2 separate regions of the Sus scrofa genome follow, and region 2 is linked to region 1. A link is a contact called in public HiChIP or PLAC-seq data. All regions are on one chromosome and are shown on one strand. The core of a region is the stretch at or near the end of the contact, and the rest is flanking DNA. Distances in the headings are between cores, read along the strand shown. Region 1 has its middle 88 kb from the start of EPAS1. Region 2 overlaps PRKCE (protein kinase C epsilon type).

The links. HiChIP or PLAC-seq counts read pairs in DNA pulled down with a chosen protein or histone mark.
Region 2: a contact with region 1 is called in an H3K27ac HiChIP or PLAC-seq map of alveolar macrophages. The contact joins two enhancer-like sites. A contact is called at or near these places in 5 of 47 Hi-C or Micro-C datasets (alveolar macrophages, liver, mesenchymal stem cells and 2 more) and 2 of 2 datasets of contacts at active chromatin or transcription factors (alveolar macrophages and skeletal muscle).

What each region holds. Positions count from the first base shown.
Region 1 is chr3:94,339,750-94,342,614 of Sscrofa11.1, forward strand. No RefSeq gene overlaps it. Among named protein-coding and RNA genes, the nearest start is that of EPAS1, 88 kb to the left of the region's middle. Within about 2 kb of position 1,477, at least 31 of the 83 cell types and tissues checked have an H3K27ac peak or open chromatin away from gene starts, as enhancers often do. A contact at or near this core is called in alveolar macrophages, liver and retroperitoneal adipose tissue, where this site is marked.
Region 2 is chr3:94,454,256-94,457,120 of Sscrofa11.1, forward strand. The region is part of intron 11 of PRKCE (protein kinase C epsilon type); the gene reads right to left. Among named protein-coding and RNA genes, the nearest start is that of EPAS1, 200 kb to the left of the region's middle. Within about 2 kb of position 1,381, at least 23 of the 83 cell types and tissues checked have an H3K27ac peak or open chromatin away from gene starts, as enhancers often do. A contact at or near this core is called in alveolar macrophages, liver and retroperitoneal adipose tissue, where this site is marked.

The DNA of each region.
Region 1 (2,865 bases), core at 227-2,726:
AGAAGACTCTGATGCCGTGGAGGGTGGCTGGGAAGGGCATGAACGGAGGGCTGGCGAGAGCAACAGGCACCAGTTTCTGGGAGGCAGCTGCCCAGGGGTGAGGCTGGGGCCTTGCTGGGCCAAGCCGAGGCTGGGCTCTGGCTGCTGAGTTCCTTGCTAGCTTCATTCCCTTCTGCAGCTTCAGAGGTGGTGGGAAAGACAGACAAGGAGCAGAACTGCTGAGTCACTGTGCCCTGCAATCCTGGGACACTGCCCTGGCCAGAACCTCCCTGACCCCTAGAGAAGTCTGCCCTGAGGCTGCAGGGGAGGAAACATTCTTCCTTTTACCTGTCCAGGTTCTGTGACTCGCCTAAGAACTACATTGACGTAAGACAGATGAACAGGAGAGAGAAACCACCACTTTAATTATGCAGGTACCTGCACACGGGAGCCCCACGAAAACATGAGACTCAAAAGGCACAGAGGATCGAGGCTTATGTACATCGCCCTGGACAAAGGAAAGGGACAGGGGCCTGGGGCTTCTGGGGGGAGCAGACAACCCAGAAGGTGACAGGGGGAAAGGCAAGGAAGTTGCCCTGCTCTTCAGTCTCAGGCAGAAAACGTTATCTCTGGTAGGGGCTTTCTTCAGAGGACTGAGAGGAGACACCCTTACAGAGAAAGGTGATTTCCTTTGCAAAAGTAAATTTCCCTACAGAGACTAACTTCAACTCTCTTTTAGGAGCTTCTCAAAATCATCAGCTCAAAATGATCCTTGTGCCCATGAGACAAATTGCAGGGAGGCCCATTGCCCACCCCCTACCCAGGCTTCTTTCCCTCCCACTGCCCCTGCTCGGAACAGCTTCTACAAAATCACCTGGGGTTTGGAAGGGTGGGTTTATCTTGATGGAAAGAGGTGCTGATGCCCCAGCCCAACTCCTGGGCACCTTTACCTCCAGCTAAGTACCTGGGCTGCCCTGACAGAATATGTTCTCCCTCTCTCAGAGGGGGCCGGGGACCACAGTGCCTCTCCGGGCAAAATAAAAAAGCCGATTAAAGAATTATGACATTTAAAAAAAAAAAAAAAAACCTAACTAAAAAAGTCCAAGAACAACAGGAAGCTAATCAGGAAGTTCCCATAGAAGATGAAAATATGTGAGAGTCATGCTGAGAGCAGAGGCCAAGGGCATTTCAGGGGTCCACAGCCGTGGCGGTGGTGGGCATGCCACCCAACCCCCTACCCCCCTCCTCCTTCTGCAGGGTGCCTCGGGGGCCTGCTGGCCAGGCCCTGCCCAGTCCCAGGGGCCCCAGGCACACCTGCGCTTAAACAGGCACACAGACACTGGTGTACATGCACACATGATAATGTTACACATGCTCGCCCGCATCAGCCCGCACACGCACACGCACATGCACACACGCACATGGGCTCAGGCCAGCTGATTCTTGTGTGGGGGACCTATTTATGCACACCGAGGCAGAAAAGGGCAAACACTCAGAGACGCCCTGTGTGCAGAACTGGGAAGAAAGTGAAAGTTAGACTCAGGCCCTTCCTCTCAGGGACTCGCTGGATTTAACCACCCCTTTCCCAAGCGTCCAGGCCTCCGATGGTGTTTGGCAGAGAGACCTCTCCCAGCGTGTCCTCCACCCCCACCCTCCCACCAAGCGACCGTCCTCAGGCTGTATCCTAGCTCTGCCTTTCCAGACCTGTAGTTCTCAAACTTGCTGGTCTCAAGTCTTTTGTTACACTCAAAAATTATGAAGACCTCCGAGAACTCTTATTCTTACTTTAATATTTTTTGGAATTAAAAAAATTATAGTTGATTTACGAGGTGGAGCCAACAAGAGGTTTTTCTGTTTGTTTGCTTTAATGTTGGTTATATCTATCCCCAGAGTGGCATTGTTTTCTCTTTCTACAAATCTATTTATTTAGCTGATGGCCGCACTCATGGCATATGGAAGTTCCTGGGCCAGGGACTGGATCCAAACCTCAGTTGTGACCTCTGCCTCAGCTGTGGTAATGCCGGATCCTTTAACCCACTTTACTGGGCCGGAAATGGAACCACTGCCTCTGCAATCTGAGCTGCTGTGGTCAGACTCTTAACACACTGTGCCACAGTGGGAACTCCTATTTCTACAAATCTCTTTACTGTGAGCTTAATACAGGGCAACTGGGTCTTAAATATACTTCTTATGAAAGCTCTTATATTGTGTTTGGTTGAAGCATAGAAAGAAATCAAGTGTCCCAGAGATGTACAGTTGGAAAAGAGAGACCCTTGTGTATAGAGCAGCCTCTAGAGTGTCTCCAGGGATCTTCACCTCCTGATCCTCATGTCCTGTGTAATCCCCTGGGGTGTGGGCTGGACCTGGTGATTCACTTCCAAGGAAGTGAGTGGTGAAGTGGCATGGCTGTAGTGATGGGAAGTCACCCTGAAGATGACGTAAGAGAAAGACTGTGGCTTTGATCTCGAGGGTGCCCTCTCGCTCCCTTGCTCTGAGGGAAGTCAGTGCCATGTTCTGAGCTTCACAAGGGAAAGACCCACCTGGTGAAGGACAGAGGGAGGCCTTTGGCCAAAATCCAGTAAGGAACCGAGGCCCTGAGAGAGGAACTGAATCCTGTCAGCAACCACGGCCCTGAGTTTAGAAGTGGATCCTTCCCTAGGTGAGTCATCGGATGAGACTGCAGCCCAGCCGACACCTTGGCCATAGCCGGTGAGAGACCCTGAGAAGAGGCATCCAGCTAAGTCATGCCCAGATTCCTGACTTACTGTGAGATCCTAAGAAGTGATAAATATTTGGGGTTTTTTTGGTTTTTCTTGTTTTTTTTTTGTTTTTGTTTAAGGGCCGCACCTTTGGCACATGGAAGTTCCCAGGCTAGGGGTCGAATTG
Region 2 (2,865 bases), core at 131-2,630, 110 kb after region 1:
AATCCTGAGTCTGTAGGTCTAGCCTGAGACCTGAGGTTCTGCATATCTAACAAGCTCCCAGGTGGTCCAGTGCTGCTAGTCTAGGGATTCCACTTCGAGCAGCTCAGGCTGGTAGTCTAAACTTGACCCGCTCTCACTATTTTCTACTTGAGCTGATTTCTTTTCACATGGCAACCCCTCCTTGCCCTTGGTCACTCCTAAAACGTCTTGGCGACTCTTCCCCAAGGCCCTCCTCTGCATGCATCAGACACTTCCTGTTCTCTTCCTCCTTGGTGATGCCTTTTCTAAGGAAGAGGGTATTTAGAAAACTCCCTCCTATGAATTCATGGCAGTAACTGAAGCACCCATGTGACGATTAATCATATCCTGTACATTATATCTTTATGCCATTGGCTTACACTGTGAAGGCAGAGAGGGTTATTTAACCCAGTGTTATTCTTCTACCCTACTTCTTCAATTGGACTGTCTCAGTCCTTAAGAGAATATCTTATTGATTGCATATAACAGTCAGTCAGTTAACAATGACTGAATAATTAGACTTATCGATAGATATAGATAATATGATCTTGGTTCTGCTTAGCTAATAACATTGTCTGATTTACCAAGATGGGTGAGTGCCATTACCACAGACAAGCTGATTCAACACTGTTTTATGTGCTTGGTTCTCTGAGCGGCCTGAGGTCTGCTTCTGAATCCCTTCCTGGACCTAACAGAGCCCGGGTGCTTAGCGATTAGATGGCTAATTACATGAATGGCTCACCCTAACCAACTACCTTCTCCTCATCCTAGATAGAAATCAGCTAAGGTTTATACACATTCATGACCCTATTTTTAAGAATTCCACAGGGGGAATCTAGCCATCAATGATATCGAGCACAGGCAAACCACCACAGTCTCACATGAATAAGAAAAATAAAAGATTTTTCAATGGCCTTCTGACTAATTCCTTACTTAGTGAAATAATCAGGGAGTTGGTAGGAAACCCTGCTCTCAACCACAGTATTATGTAAAAAATGTGCATTCTCTTGCAATACTGCCTTCTAAACAATCCAATGCCAGGAAACTCTAAACAAATGCCTGGAAAGGGGGCATATTTCCAGATTCACATGACTTTTACTGTTCCTCTGTGTTGCGTCAGATTCTCGGTTTGCCAAGTAGGAGGAGAGCTAAGAAACTATTAAGAAGTGAACTTGCTCCCTGAGGCTGGGCAATCCAGGGACTCTGGGCTCCCAGGCTCTGCTCAACTAACTGGAAGTTTGGTGCACTCACTTTATGAAAGCCAGTCAGTCTCTGGCGGGTACTTTTTTTTAGCATCTCCTAGATGTGTGCCTCCACCACGTAAGCTGCTCATTCTCCATCCTTCTCCCGGAACTCCGAGACGTGTCTACCTTGGCAATTCTATGTGAGGCTGCATTTGGAACCGTGTGGGCTGAGCCTAAATCTGAGTATCTGAACATGTGGAAGTGCAGGGCTTGAAGAGAGCACACAGCTCGCTGCCTTGGGCTGAGAGATACCCTCTCACCTCTGCCTCCTAGGCATGGCTGAAACTGCTTCTCAGGGCTCTAAGCCACAGCTTTAGTACCATTATTTTCTCATGAAACCACTGCTGGAGCCAAATAGTGGGATGGACAAGGGCTCACTATCTAGGACACTCATCCGTCTGGCATTTGTTCAAATATGAGATTGTGATACCTTCAATAGGAGCAAACCGGAAATGGATCTTCATAAAGAAGCACATTGCTTAGCCAATTAAAAGTCAAACACACAGACATTTGTAATTGAAAACACACATCTTTAAGCACATCGACAGCACCCATCTATGTGGCAAATGTGCTAATCGAAATTACCCTTATCTTTTTTTTTTCCATCACAGAAGGTCCTGCGGAAACTCTACCTGGCAGGGATCTGTGAGCAGTTCTAACTCCTGTCATCCCTTTGAACACATTCCATAAAATTCAGATTTACCACCAATTCTACTTGCCCAAATTAGTTCTCCTTTGCTGTGTATCTGTCTGGATAAGATGAAACTCTGGCAAAGTCGTTAAAACAGAAGCACTTACAAAGAGCTCCCCACCAACCCAAAGGCAGACTTCACAGAGCTAACTCCTTCCTTTCCCTCTGTGAAGCCCTCCACCAAGTTCCCACGTACTTACAACCCAGGGTCAGCCAGTGACAACAGTTGCCTGTAGCTTAATAGCACAGCGAGAAACTTCTGCCCTGCTCTGATCATCCAAATGGAAAATTTATGAGATACAGACAGATCAGTTCACAGACTATGCCCTGAGCACTAGAAATAACTTATTTGCACAATTCATTTGAACAAAATGTACTGAGTAACATAAAGTGGTACAATGAATAGAAGCCTAAGATTTCCAGTTGGAGATGGTTCCCTGCCTCTTTCCCAGAGACCAGAAAATCAAGATGCAACCTATGGCCTTGGCCAATTCAACCTCTCCTTATCTATTTCCATTCATAAATTTGGGGGGAAAGAAAGGAAGGGCAGGAAAGCCAGATCTAAATAAAGGCAGGTGACTCTTATTACTGCAACGTTTCCTTTGGGGTGACTTCAGCCTGGCCGGCTCTCAGATGGGTGTGCTGGCGCGACAGAGGGGAAACAACGAAACACGGGAAAGGAAGTTCAGCAGTGCCTCCCCTTCGCCCAATCTTGTACTGGGCTATATCTTCTCCCCGCAGACCCCTGAAGCCCCTTACCACCTCCATGTGCTTCCTCTAGGTCACAGCCTGCTCCTCCTACATTCATTCTCTCGAGGGAAACCCCAAAATTTAAATGGTTGAGCTCACCTCATCCATCCCTTTGGAATGTCTGTGAAATGGGAATCTCTGGAGGGCTGCTGCTGCATCTTT